Linked DNA regions of Oryctolagus cuniculus: region 2 is linked to region 1. The links are chromatin contacts, called in public Micro-C maps. All regions are on one chromosome and are shown on one strand. The core of a region is the stretch at or near the end of the contact, and the rest is flanking DNA. Distances in the headings are between cores, read along the strand shown. Region 1 holds the start of PDGFRA (platelet derived growth factor receptor alpha). Region 2 has its middle 110 kb from the start of CHIC2.

Region 1 (7,222 bases), core at 3,079-5,578:
CCTCTGCACGTGTGCAGTCACCCAGGGGAAGATGGACTCGTGTCGGCGACTTCAAGGCCAGGAGCGCTCCCCTAGCCCGTCTCCGCTGGTGGTTGCCAGCTGGGTCCCAACGCAGCTCAGCCGCCACCGCCCCTCTGCAGTTGGGTGAGGTGCTCAGTCCCAGGCTTCCCGCAGCTTTGAGTGTGTGGCTTTCCAGTTGGAATTCCCGGATTGCCCAGCCCAGGGCCTGGCCTGCCCTGGATGGTGCTCACTGGCCTCGCTGGCAGCTGTGGCCCAGCCTCCTCCCCTCCCCCAGCACCTACAGGAGGGGGAGGCGTTCAGTGTCACCTCGGGCTCCTTGGGGGCTGCACTGAACAGCGCCAGTGTCTGGAGGGGGCTGGAGAGGCTCCGGGACGGCTGGGCCTTCGACCTGGTCTCTCTCCAGAATATTTGGGAAGGAAGGTTTGGCTTGGCTGGCTCCGGGCATCCATTGCAGAGCTGGCCTCTCGCGCCCTCTAGTGGGGCAAAACCTCAGCACGGCCGACCTAGAGCTCCAGCGAGGGGCCCGCTTCTCCAGGGAGGGAGCCCTGAATTCGATTCATAAATGCGCTCACGGCGCAACAGAGCCATTCGCCAAGTGCACGCGCAGCTCGGGCCGCGGAGCGCCTTGCGGGCGTCCGCAAGGGCCGCTGGTTCTTGAGTTTGCAGTGCAAAGTCTAGGAGGCTGGGGGTCCCGGGCGATCACGGAAAACGCGCCCTAATCAAAGGCAATCTCCTCGTCATTGTTGGCCTGGGAAACATTAGCTCAGGAGCTGGCGGGCAGCACGAAGGCCTCTTATCTCCCCAGACGGCTCCACCCCGGAGTCCCAGCCGCACGGAGATTGCGCGGGGTGGGGGCGGGATGGCTCCGCGAGCGAGCCAGGCGCTGCGTAGCTGCGTGTGTGTGCAATCGCTTTGTGCTTCGTGTCACATCCTGACGGTTCTTTCGGGACACTTAAGGGCCGTCCGTCTTTGTACTGCCCCAAGCATTCGCTTCTCTCCGAGGCTGCAAATTACTAGCTCCAGACTGCTTCTTCCCTCAGAACTGCACCACACCATCTTTTTTAAAAAAGATTTATTTAGTTATAAGAGAGAGAGAGAGAGAGAGAGAGAGATCTTCCATCCTCTGGCTCACTCCCCAGATGACTACAATGACTGGGATGAAACCAGGAGCCTGCAGCTCCATCCAGGTCTCCCACGTGGGAGCACAGCCCGAAGCACTCGGGCCATCTTCCGTTGCTTTCCCAGGCACATTAGTGGGGAGCTGGATCGGAAGTGGAGCAACCGGGACTCGAACCAGCTCCTGTATGGGATGCCGGAGTGGCAGGTGTCAGTTTAACTCACTATGCCACAATGTTGGCCCCTGCACAAAGTTGCAAACAGCGCCTCCACAGGGGAGATTTATTTGAGCGCCAGACCAGCTGGGGCACCCACTGATGGCTTCCCACAGCGCGGGGTGACCTGGGAGCTGAGTCAGCCAGGCCAGGCCGTGGGGGAAAGCCGAGGGCCACGCTTAGGTTAGGACTGCGAGGGCGCCCTCCACTCAGATTCTCTCTGTGTGGAAAACGTCTATGATTAAAGATCCGGGGATGCGGGAGGAGGCCAAGGCTGAGCAGCCAGAGGGCCACGGCTGTCCTGCAGCCACGAGGTGTGCAAGGACCGTTGTCCAGTTTGTTCATTTCCTGAGCCAAAGAGGGAGCCATCGCCTGGCCTCCCAGAGCTGAGTGTCTTGGCCAGGAGCCTGGGGGAAGCCAGTCTAGGCTCTGTGGGTTGACTCCAGGAGAGATTGTTTTATTACCTCCAAACACAGAAGGGTCTGCACTGAAGATCAAGCCATGGTGTAAGTGCGAACCTTGAGGCTCTGGGGGCGGAACTGTGAGACTAGGGGGAGCCAGGGGGGAGAGGCACTGGAGAGGGGAACTGTGAGACTAGGGGGAGCCAGGGGGGAGAGGCACTGGAGAGGGGCCGGGGCCAGCACTGGGGCGCAGTGGGCTAAGTCTCTGCTTGCAATGCAGGAAGCTCCCGAATGCATGGCTGCTCACCCAGCTCTCTGCTCCTGCAAATGAGAAGGCAGCCGATGAGGGGCCAAGTCCTTGGGCCCCGCCACCCACATGCAAGATCAGGATAGAGCCCCTGGCTCCTGGCTTCAGCCTGGCCCAGCCCCGGCCATTGCAGCCATCTAGGGAGTGAACCAGCAGAAGGAAACTCTCTCTTTTTCAAATAAAGAAATTAGCCACCATCTCTTTTGACTTCCAACATAAGCAACTGAAGACAGAATTTTATTTCTACTATGTTTTCAAGAAGACAGGGGGTGGTTTACCAGGTTCATGAAGCGAGCTCCATTGCCTAATTTCCCTGTTTGGGGGAGCCTCATGGTCCATCCTAGCTGCTGAAGCTCCAGCCACACATCCGCTTTTCACCCAGCAGAAAGACCCAACTGAGAAGCCTGTGTCCTTGAGTTTTTAGGGACCCTTCCCAGCAGTGGCAGTCACAACTTCGGCTTTCATCCAGTTGTCCTGAATTGTACCTCGCTGCAAGAGAGACAGTGAGGGGGAGACTTCCATCTCGGGAAAGAAAAAGAGAGACCCTATGACGGAGAAGGAAAGACAGAACCACGGCAATAGGACAGCACGCAGTCATCGGCATTGGGTCTGCCTTGCTTGTCTGTCCCTGAGAGTGAGTACCCTGGGGTCTCCTGCTGGTGGGTGGAAAGCTGGGCCCCCAGAGCCTGCATCCTGGGGGTATCACGGGCGATCACGGAGTACAGGTGTGGCTATGACCATAGCTTGGACAACCTTATTGCCGAAATACTGTGCTTGCACCATGACTCCTAAAACACAAGTCCATCAGGTGTGCCTGGCTCCAGTGCACAGTGTAGGTAGCTCTCTAACCTCAACCACCTCTCATTGTGTGGGTTCAGACAGCAGCTGACTATTTGGAGACGGATTCTCAGGGTCTTCTCTGCCGACGGATTCTCTCCAGGATTTTCTTCTTTGTTTTGTATTTATTTACTTGAAAGGTAGTTACAAAGAGGCAGAGAGAGAGAGAGAGAGAGAGAGAGAGAGAGAGAAATAGAGATCTTACAGCTGCTGGTTCACTCCCCAAATGGTTGCAACAGCTGGGGCTGGATCAGACCAAAGCCAGGATCCCGGAACTCCATCCAGGTCTCCTATGTAGGTGGCAGGGGCCCAAATACTTGGGCCATCTTCTGCTGCCTTCCCAGGCGCGTTAGCAGGGCGCTGGATGGGAAGTGGAGCAGCTGGGACTAGAACCAGCACCCATATGGGTGCCAGCATTGTAGGTGGTGGCTTAACCCAGTGTGCCCCAACACCTGCCCTAGTGGCTTTTTCAAATGCTTCAAGCTAGAAGTATTTTGTTTCCTGATTGTGTTGTTCTTGGTTGTTCCTCAACATAGCACCAGCCCCTGTCCACACCAGGGACCCCATCTCCTGCCAGCGCAGTGCCTGCTGCTTCCCTCACTCCAGCCCACTCCCTCCTCTCTCTGATCACAGCACAAGGCCCCCTGCCTCCCAGAAGTCCCCTCTGCCCAGCCGCTCGCTCGCTCGCCTCCCGCTGACCTCAGGGGCTTGCTCACCTCCACAGGCTGCTCCCCAGCGTCACCCTCCTAGGCTCCCCAGGATGCGGCCTCCCCTGCAGGAAGCCTCCAGGGGCCTCCGATTGGTGCCCGCTCTCCTGTGCGCTGTGACATCACCGCGCACCTCCAGCCTCGCTGGAGCCCAGCACTGCCACTTGGCGTTCACTGACCGCTCACCCAGGCTTCGCCGCTGCAGAGCCCTGGGCAGCCGGCGCTCAGTGAGTCCTTCCGGCGTGAAATCCCAGTGCTCTGGGATGGTGATCGGGAGCCTGCCTCGCTGGCTTGCGATGTTCTCTGAGGACCTCCGTGGAGTGGGCCCGGGCCCACCTGACTGCGCGCGGCAGCGCCCCTCCGCCCAGTTCTTCCTTTCCCTCCACCGCGGGGCTCCGAGAGCACAAGGCCCCCTCTCCAGAGGCAGGCTGACCTCACCGGAGCCAGCCCTCCTCCCTCCCCAGCCACAGCTGCGTGCTGCAGAACGGGACGGCTGAGGCCCCTAATAAACTGCAGACCTCCCCATCGCCCTGCCCCCGCCTCCCGCACGCCGGCTTTCAAATTAAAAGCAACACAAACCCCAGGCCTAAGAAGGCGCTGGGAGGAAGGGGGACCATCGCATCTCTAAATCCAGGAAGCTGGGGTCCCCAAGAGCCCGCTCCGAGGGGCTCGCAGCCCGCCCCAGCCGCGCTGGACCACCGCGCAAGCTCGGGGCCTTGCACCCAGGGCAGCCTGCGGCGGCGTGAGGACCCCTGACACAGCCGCCCCTGGAAGGAGGGCCCCCAAGGAGCCCAAGGCAGACGCTGCACCCTCGGGCCTGGCTACCGCGGCAACTGGAGGTGAGCGACGCGCGCGCCCGAGACGGGGTGAACGCCCTCCAGGTCGCCCACGCCCCACTTGCGGGCCAAGCCTCGGGGCCCTGTGAACCCCGAACCCATGGACCCCTCTGCGGGGGCGGGCCCGAGCATAGGGGCTGGGGGCTCCGGAAGCTGCAGCCGGGAGGGCCAGGGGTGGGAGTGGGGCGGTCAGCGCCGCGCTCTCCCGCGAACCACCAAACGGCCCTTGCTTTTCAAATCCGGAGCCGAGACCTCCCCCATCCCGCCCCGCCCCCCATCCCCCCGCGCCGGCGTCCCTGGGGGTGGGGAAAGACAACTTCACAGGTTTGCTTCAATGCGGTTTTCCCCACTAACGGCCTGGCTTCAGAAGTCTCAGAGAGCAACGGGACATCGCGAATTCCAGGAGAAAAGACGGGATCGGGGTGGGGGTGGGGAGCAGATGCCCAGGCCCCCTCCGCGGGCCACGCCCCCGAGGCCCAGGCCCGGCCCGCGGGCGCTCCCCGCGGTCCTGGGCGCCGAGGGCTAGAGACCCGCGGGCAGCGCAGGGCGGGGCCGGGCCGGGCCGGAGTTGTTTTTTTGTTTACAAGGCCCAAGGCGGTCCGCTGCAAGAGGTTGGCGGGGCCCGCACTGCAGGCCGGGCTCCTCCACGGGGCCTCGCGTTAACCTTGCGTCCAGCCCGCCCGGACACGCCAGGCCAAGGCCAACGCCCGCGGCCCCACGCAGGCCCCTGCTCTGCTTTGGCGCGGGCAGCCTCATTCTTAACTCTTCCATGGACGCTCCAGAAAAGCGCCCAGGAGGTCGAAAGTCGCGATCCCCGCACGGGTGGGCGCAGGCGTGAACCCCCGCCCTGTCCCCCGTGGCTCGCCTCGGCCACAGCCCTGGTCAGGGAGACAAGACCCCGCAGCCCGCCCCGGCCAGGCCACACTTCCCGCCGGCTGCAGCCCGGAGACCACCCAGGGCCCTGGGCGTCGAGGGAGCCACGTGGAAGGAGCGTAGGGCGACCCCGGCCGCGCCGGAGCCGGGGCAGGGCGGATGGCGCGGTGCGGACCGGGCTGCGAGCGTGGGCGGGGCGCGCTGGCCTCGCCCCTCCACCCCCCACCCCCGCCGCCTGGCTGCGGGGACCTCCCGCCCGCCGCGGCGCCCGGCCACCGGGTTTATTTTGCTTTCCAGGGGGCGGCAGATGGCCAGCCCCTTCGGCCTCTGCTCCGTCCGTCCGCAGCGGGCGAAATCTGGCTCCGCCGCCCCCCGACCATTTGCCACCCTGCGCCGCCCCCCACCGGGGTGCTAGCCGCGCCGTCAGCGCCCCGGGCCTTTCAACCTGGGAGAATGTCACACATGGAAACCTTTAGCAGCCGTTTGTTAATGATCGCAACAAAGGCAGCGTTCAAATTAGGCAGGTAATCGCTACCAGAGGGTAGCCAAGGCTCGTCGGCGCATCCCTCTCGCCGCTGTCGGCTCCCGAGGAGCTGCGGCCCCGGGACGCCCCTCGGGGGTCCCCGCGAGCGGCTCCGGAGCGACCCGCGAGGTCGCCGTCTGCCGCCGAGCCCCTGAGGGGCGTCCCAGCGAGGCCGGGGTCTGAGGCCCCCGGTTGCTTTTTCTGGGGGGTGGGCGGGTAGCTAGCGGCCGTTCGTTTTCTACAAGCATTACGGTATCCTGTGCGCATTCCGAACAACGGGCTGTTCATATATCTGCCTGCCACGGCTTCCTGAAGGAACATGTGGAAGTAATAGCGAGCGAGCCGTGCAGTCACCCGGGCTGAGGACGCGCGAGAGGCGGGCGCGCGGAGGCCCCGGCCTGCCACCCTGCGCCCCTGGAAGCCCCGCTCGGCGAACCCCGCCTGTCCGCTGCCGACGAGCCCCTCCCGGGCACTGAGGTGTGGGCTGCTCGACGTGCGGGGAGCTGCTCGCCCGCCCGAGCCGTTTTGAGTGCGCGCGCGCGCGCGCGCGCGCCAGGGAGGATAAAGGCTGGCGCCCCCCGCCCGCCCGCGGCGAGAGAGCTGGGGAGGAGGGCGAGCCGGGGAGGGAACGCGCTCCCCTCCCCCACCGCGGCTCCGCAGCCCCGCTCCGCCCGGCTCCGGTTGCTGGAGCGCCAGCGCCCCCTTTCCCTCGCGCGCAGGATCGTCCCTTCCCGGCGCCGTCCCGGGCCTCGCGTCGGGCGGCGCTGGCTTAGGAGCCCCGCTGGCCACTCCGGGGGCACGGGCAGAGTCGGACGCACGCGGCGCGCGGGCTTGCCTAGACCACCGCCCCGACGTCCGGGCCGAAGCCCCCGGGCCCCTGGCCTCGCCCAGATAACCCCAAAACAAAGGCGCAACGAGATACGTGGCTGCGAGGGCGCAAAGGTCGCCCTGCGGAAGACCGTCCCCGGCGGACGACACAGACCCTCCATTCTCTGGACCCCACTTCAGACTCCACCCAGCCTTTGAAAAACCCATCATCCTCCCATCCGACTCGGCAGTTTGCCTAATCCCATTAAGGGATTAGCAGCTCCTCCGCACTTTCCGTCAAAGACCTCCAGCCCAAAACGGCACGGCCACTCGGAGACCGCTCCCGAGGGTCCCGTTTCGAGCTGGGCCAGGAGCCTAGTACGAAAGGGACATCTCTCACTCCAGATTTATATTCTCTCTGGGCGCGGACTCGGAGTTTTATGTGTTCCTGTTGTTCTTTTCAAAGAGAATACAAAACTATTTGCAGCGCCAGAAAACAGACCCCGGGTTGCGAGGCAAAGTGGCTCTGGTGATGCTGGGGCTCTCTGCAGGCTCACGAACCCTCTTTCCCGGCAGAAC
Region 2 (7,222 bases), core at 1,843-4,342, 210 kb before region 1:
CAGCCTTAAGGAACAAATTTCAGGCCACTTCCCCAGCACCCGCATGTTCACCACCCAACTATACCGTCAGGAATTTTTGCAATCTTTAATGCCCTATAGAGTTTATTTATATTTAAGTTGATCTCTGTCCAAATGTACTACATTTTAAACATGATTTTCTTTTGTTACGGGGGAAGAATTGAAATCAGTATGGCAAGAATATTACCTGTTGCATATAGAGCCCGTATTTGTTTTTTTTATTCTAAATACGTCACAAAAAGTAACTATTTAATCATCACAGCAATCATGCAAAACCATACTATCATCTCCATTCACAAGTGAGAAAGCGGAGGTGCACAGACGAAAAATAACATAAAAAATGATGTGTGAGTCCCTAGTGACCTCCTGTCTCCCCAAAACCTGACCTGGCACCACGGAGGGCCCGCACGGTGGTTTTTTGTTTGTTTGTTTGTTTGACAGGCAGAGTGGAGAGTGAGAGAGAGAGACAGAGAGAAAGGTCTTCCTTCCGTTGGTTCACCCCCAATGGCCACTGCGGCCGTCATACTGCGCTGATCTGAAGCCAGGAGCCAGGTGCTTCTCCTGGTCCCCCATCAGGTGCAGGGCCCAAGGACTTGGGCCATCCTCCACTGCACTCCCCGGCCACAGCAGAGAGCTGGCCTGGAAGAGGAGCAACCGGGACAGAATCCGGTACCCCGACCGGGACTAGAACCCGGTGTGCCGGCGCCGCAAGGCGGAGGATTAGCCTAGTGAGCTGCGGAGGATTAGCCTAGTGAGCCGCGGCGCCAGCCACGGTGGGGATTTTAAAGGTTGACTCAGGCAGGGGCATTGGCAACGCACTGTCACACTTCAAACCCCGTTTCCTCCTAGCTGGATTTTCTCCTGGGAGTCTCCACTCACCTCTCTGTCCATGAAAAACCAAGCTGTCGCCTTGCACTGCTGACGTCCTCAGGAGGACAGAATCCCAGCTGAAAGGAGCGTGAGAGACCCCACGATTCACCCGACTCGGGGAAGAAGCCAGGGCGGCAGCGGACTTGGGCAGCTGTCCCAGGTGCACGGCGAGTGCCTGCCGCGTAGGAGAGAGGGCAGAGCCACGGCCCAGGAGGCAGCGAGCCCGGGAGGCAGGATTCGGTCCACAGGAGGCAAATGCCCCCAGATCTCGCTGTCCCTCAGCCTCGTTCTGCTAAGTGGGGGACTCCATCGCAGCACGGCCTCTGTGATAAAGCAAACAGAAGATTATCAATCCATAATGTCTGAGAGCTGGAATGACGTTTAAATTGCCGTCTCTATGTATTTCACCCTTCAGAGCATCAAAACAGTGTAGCAAGGGTCCCACCCGTTGCTGGCAAAGGTGTAGGAAAACACACTCTCAAATACTGCTGGCGGAAGCAGGAAATGTAGCACCGGCTTGAAAATGAACCTGGCAGCAGCTTTTAAAGTCAGAACACATCCGCTTTTGCTCAGCATTTCCATGTCTAGAAATCCATCCCCTAGACCCAAAAATGCCTGCATGGAGGGCTACGGAGGTAACGCAGACGTCAAGAATAGCAAGTGGTAATCGCAAAAGGAGTTAGATCCGCACGTGTCGATCCAGAGAAATGTCCACAGTGTGCTTATTAGGTGAGAAAAATAAGACGTGGCAGGAGGAGAGGAGGGACAAGGAGGTGAGAGAGGAGAAGGACCGAGAAAATGAACACAAGCCAGGCCTGGATACAAAGTAGCTAGTAGCCCACCCTTTCAGGTTCCCGTTGTGTGCGTAGCGGCTGTGGTCCTAACACCTGGAGGCTTATTGCGAGAACGAGGTGAACTCAAAAGGGACGTTTTGAGATTTGGTTACGGATTATAGCTTTTGTCTGGACTCCTGAGGATCGGTGGGTTTTCTGCTCACTACTTGTTGACTTCTTTATTTAGTGGGTGGCTGAGCCTGTGATTATAAAGTGAAAGTATGTCATTGTAAAAATTAAAAGAACAATAAGGACGAAGGAGGAGGGAGAGTAGGGTGGAGAGTATCATTATGCTCTTAAAACTGTGTATATGTGGGGCTGGCACTGTAGTGTAGTGAGTAAAGTCGATGCCTGCAGTGCCAGCATCCCATATGGACGCTGGTTCGAGTCCTGGCTGCTCCACTTCCAATCCAGCTCTCTGCTATGGCCTGAGAAGGCAGTGGAGCATGGCCCAAATCCTTGGGCCCCTGCACCCAAGTGGAAGACCAGGAAGAAGCTCCTGGCTCCTGGCTCCTGGCTCCTGGCTTCGGATTGGTGCAGCTCTGGCCGTTGCGGCCATTTGGGGAGTGAACCAGTGGATGGAAGACCTCTCTCTCTCTCTCTTTCTGCCTCTCCTCTCTCATGTAATTCTGACTTTCAAATAAATAAATAAATCTTAAAAAAAAAAACTGTATATATGAAATACATGAAATCTGTTCCCTTTATAATAAATAAATTAAAGAGTTAAATTAATTCAAGGTTTGAAAGGGCTTGGGGCCGAGCCCGGCACACGGGCGTTCTAAGCTCATGTTCTGATATTTTTCACTGTTGCTGCAAGGATAAACGCGCTGAATGTGCACAGAGATACAGTGATCGAGGCAAAGCGGGCGTGTGAACGCGGCTCTGACCCTGCCGGGGCTGTCAGCCATGCTCGCCTGGAGATTGCTTCCATAGTGCTTGGCCGCAAGCTGGTGCTGGGGCAGGGGCAGCCGCTTCGTCTCCAGCAAGCCTCCTCTCTTGAAGGCAGGACCGTGTCTCCCCCAGTTACTGGGGGGTGTTTCCTCCCTTGCTTGAAAAGCCATGTCCGCGCATCCACACCCAGGAACTGCCTTTAGTGCTGCACTGCGCAGGCGCCTTCGAACGCTTCCTTTGCAAGGAGGGACCACGTATCTAGGACATAACCTGAAGAAACTTTATATGACCGAGGAAGTTTTGAGAACTCCTGCAAAAAGGCACAAAAGCCAAATAACACTTCCTTGTGCATTGAATAAACAAATGACTCGTACCAAAAAGAATGAACTTGCGTGAAATCACAAACGTGCCCAGAGCGGCCATTTGGCTGGGCGCACACGCGCTCTGGCTCTGGTCTCCAGGGAGGACCTCAGCTCGGTCCTGGCCATAAATCTCGGAGGAGTGGAGGACACCCTTCCACGCTGTCTCTCAAGCGGCCACATTCTGCTGGACGGGACCCTGGCTCTCCAGAGACCAGGCGACCATTACAACACTTGGCAAGGGGCCTGGCGGGTGCCGGCTCTGGCGCAGGGCCATTCCCGAGGTCGTCATGCTGCAGCGTGCCTGTGACTAGAAGCCATCTCCAACTCAGTGTCAGAGCCCTGCGCACCGGCCCCTCTCGGAGAGGGGCAGGAGGAACCAAAGAGTTAACAGCGCGTGCTTGCCGGCGGTAGGACTGGCTCCAGAAACAGAAAGGTTAAATTATAAATCTTTGGCAAACCACGGTGTTCGCTACGTCATTTTCCTCTGGGACTGGCTGAGAAGCAGCTGGGCGTTTGGACAGAGAAATGGCTGGAAAAATCACACTGGTGAACAGCTCCTCCCAAACCGTTCTAGACTGTTCCTCGCCTCAGTCTCGGCTCAGCCGTCCTCCTTCCCCGTGCGCCTGGTTCTTTGTGGCACTCACCACAGTTGGAGTTCTCTTATTTGCTCTCTGTGGTCTCATTCCCAGCATTGCGGCTACACTGCCATGTCCTGGCGTCTGCAACAATGCTGGCACACAGTAGGTCCTCGACCCAGACCAGTGCTGGCACACAGTAGGGGCTTGGCAATCCGTGTTGAGTGGATTGGATGTGTGTGAAGGACCACTGTGCTTTGCAACTCTGTGTCTCTTGAGTGAGCATGGGCTTAATTTATTTTGTGATAACCACAATATTCACCCGAACAAAATCTATTGGCCAATGTGATTTCCAGTTCCTTTTGAAAGACGCAGAAAATGTGATTAGTGTGGGTTTCCATGGTTTCCGGAAAATGGGGCTTTTGTCTTCCTCTGTTCCATGTCCCCGGCGTCCAACATGGAGCTCGGCTCACAGCAGACACTCAGCACGCGGATGGCTCCGGACAGGTCACGTGGTGCCTGTGCGATGCTGGTCATGGCACAGCTCGGTGCATCGCCACGACGACCCTGGGAGGCACGGAGGCCTCGCGGCTTCCTCACATCAGAAAGGGGGAACCAAGGTCATGTTTGAATCTGGGTCTGCGAACACCAAGTCCAGTGGGTTGCACCTGCAGGGTCGCAAAGACCCGGGGGGCAAAGTCACCCGCACAAGTTTTTTTCTTAGAGGGGGCGGCAGGGTTGGTGATACTCAGGTGCCCTGACTTCCAGCTCTTTAACCACATTGCCGCTGTAGACAGGACGGCCCGGCACAGAGCAGGGGTCCCTGAACGGCTGTTGGCTGGGGGGAGGGAAGAAGTGAGAGAGAGAAGGGGACAGAGGGGGGGGACGCTGGGGAGCCAGGCTTCTCTGAAGACCGTCAGGGACAGGCGGGTGACCTTGGCACCATGGAGTCAGACTTAGCGCCAAGCTGCCATGATGGACAGAGCCTGCTAACCTCCCAGGGAGCCCCCGAGTGCCTTCTGTCGTGGGGAGAGTTTTTGCTGTGACCTGCTGGGGAGGGAGGGAGCGAGAGAAGAGGGAGCCTGGGGGGCCGGTGTCTGGGGCGGTGTGGTCACTGCCCAGGTGTGAGCTGGCGTCTGCCCTGTGTCCCCCTGCAAGGCAGCCCTGCCACAGCACGGGGCCCCGGGGAGGCGTGTGCTCCACGCAGGGCTCATGCTCCCTGCACACACCGGATTCTGCAATCCTCTGGACCCCCGAGCACTTGGGAACGAGGGGTCTGGAATCATCTTAGGCGCCAGGAGCACCACGGCTGAATAAAATCCCCACAGTGTCTGCACTTAGAGAATTGACTTTTCAGCTGATAGGGAACTAACAAGGAGGCAAACAAATCATGATTTCTGGGACTGGTCAGCGGGGATGGAAACACTGAGGGGCACCAGAGAGACCCCTGCTAGCAAGTCCTCAAGGATAAGGAAGCAGCCACGTGAAGAAGCAGCTCCCAGCACTTCACTGATTTGTTTGCTGCTAAACCAAGGGGCACTCCTGCCCCAGGACCTTTGCACAGGATGCCTCTTCCACCGGGAAGAATCAGATCCTTAACCTCAGCCTTGCTCGGGACGGCACACGTCTGCAAAGTGTCAGAACTGGCATAAAAACCCGGGACGTGGTGACAGTCACGTCTGCGGCATGAAAGGGAAACACACGCCCGTCCGAGGTGGAGATTTTGAGAATGAGGGGGTGTTCTGGGAAGGGCGATGGACCACACAGCAGCAGCCAGGCCAGGGCAGGGCAGGGCACCACCTACTCCGTGCACACCTCCACATGGGCTTCCGCTGGTGACCCAGAGGGTCCTTAGCACTGGTGCTCCGGTTACCATGACAACCATGTAGTGTCCCCTCCTGGGAGCCCACGCCCAGCCAGCCCTCCCCGCCCACGGTGCAGCCCACGACCGTCGGTCCCACGTTGTCCTGTAGCTACTGCGGGTGGCTTCCTTTGGTTGTCTAAGAGAAGGGAGAGGAGGCCCCGGGGTCCACGCTGCTGTCTGGGCAGGTGCACGTTTACTGTGGCCACACTGTGTGCAAGGAGCCCCCCGGGGCCCGAGGAGGAGAACGGGCGAACAGCACGACCCATGGCCACGCGGGGGTGACAGGCTGGCACGGGTCATTGCGCCGTGCACCCCACTTTTTAGCTCTAAGTGTCCACAGCTGGTGATGGCCTTAATGACAGGTGGGTGGGGAGGCAACCATGACACCACAGCTTAGCGCTCCCCGAATCGGGGTGAGTCGCCCTTCCTTGAACCCTAGCCGGCTAGTGTTTTAGAACATGGGGCTTCCTTGGACAGTAATGGCCGCTGGGTTCCTCTGGGCTGGGTTAGAGTCTTTCCCATCTCAAAGAGCTGTTGGGAAAAGAGCTTTGCCAGGTGGTGGGACCTGCATGGGAGAATGTCTAGGAGCCCGGTAAAGCCACCATCCGCAACGCTAGCATCTCACATGGGCGCCGGTTCAAGTCCCGGCTGCTCCACTTCCGATCCAGCTCCCTGCTAACGCATTTGGAAAAGCAGGGGAAATAGCCCAAGTGCCTGGGCCCCTGCACCCACGTCGGAGACCCGGATGAAGCTCCTGGCTTCTGGCCTCAGCCTGGCCCAGCCCTGGCCATTGCAGCCATCTGGGGAGTGACCCAGCAGAGAGGAGATCTAACTCGGTCTCTCCCTCTTTCCCTGTAATTCTGACTTTAAAGAGGTAAATGAATCTTTTTAAAAAAAAAAGTCCCTGCGAGCCAGCGCAGCGTCCCACGCACCTGTGAGAGAGTCTCCCTGACGCTCACAGGGCTTCCCTTCCACGGCACCCCCGCACTTGCACAGTCGCTGCCACCAGGGAAGAGTTGCCCCCTCTGCACAGCGCTGTCACACGCCTTGTCCTGCAGAGGGGCTCTGAGAGAGGAACCACAGGAGCCATCCTGAGCGCGCCAAACCCTCCCTCCTCTGCCTCTCCAACCCCTGCTCCCCCAGCCTCTTCCTCTCTCGGCGGACATAAGCCTTGGGGCGTGGGGGTTGCTCACTCACGTCCAGACACACTGGTGGCTCTGTGCTCCCCGGCCCAGGCCCGCCTGCAGGAAACATCTCCCAGCTCCAGGAGCTCAGGACTAGGGGTGGGGCGGGGATCCCCTGGGCCGGCTCTGGATCGGCAGTCCTGGCTGCAGATCCCGCGTGCATTTCCAGGGCCAGGCCGTCCGGACAGTTGGTGCGCTCACGAGGCGCCTGCCCGCCCTCGCTGGTTTGCCCAGATCCGGCAGGGCCTGCAAGTAGGGCGCAGCTGGTGCCAGCCCCGCCCGCGGAGAGCGCGGGGAGGCAGTTGCCGAGGAAATACGGTAACTGGAGCGGCCCTGGGAGACCGAGGACCGGGAGGGAGTGCAGTGCGCAGGCCTGGGCAGCCTGGCGCGCTGGTGATTGACAGGTGTTCAAGCTGTGGCCAGAGCAAAGTGTGGTCGGAGAAGCAGCCCTGACGGGGAGAGGGAGGAGTCGCCCGTCACCACACCTGCCCACACCTAGGCATCCCTTGGGGACCGTCACCTGAGTCGGCTCGGAGCCGGCGTTACTCAACCGAGGGAAACACACCTCCCCTTCGTCCGGGAGCGTGCAAGCCGGCTGTTCCCCTGGGGCTGCCCGCAATCCCGC

The links. A called contact is a pair of places that touch in the nucleus more often than the background predicts.
Region 2: a Micro-C map of ear pinna shows a contact between it and region 1, with 6 times the contacts expected there. The contact joins the enhancer-like site here to the promoter of PDGFRA in region 1. A contact is called at or near these places in 3 of 6 Hi-C or Micro-C datasets (ear pinna, psoas muscle and an unstated tissue).

The regions. Positions count from the first base shown.
Region 1 is chr8:109,932,260-109,939,481 of mOryCun1.1, reverse strand. PDGFRA (platelet derived growth factor receptor alpha) reads left to right here and starts at 4,328. Exons shown (of 23, transcript XM_070048112.1): 1 at 4,328-4,443.
Region 2 is chr8:110,142,476-110,149,697 of mOryCun1.1, reverse strand. No RefSeq gene overlaps it. Among named protein-coding and RNA genes, the nearest start is that of CHIC2, 110 kb to the right of the region's middle. Within about 2 kb of position 3,092, at least 2 of the 8 cell types and tissues checked have an H3K27ac peak or open chromatin away from gene starts, as enhancers often do. A contact at or near this core is called in ear pinna, where this site is marked.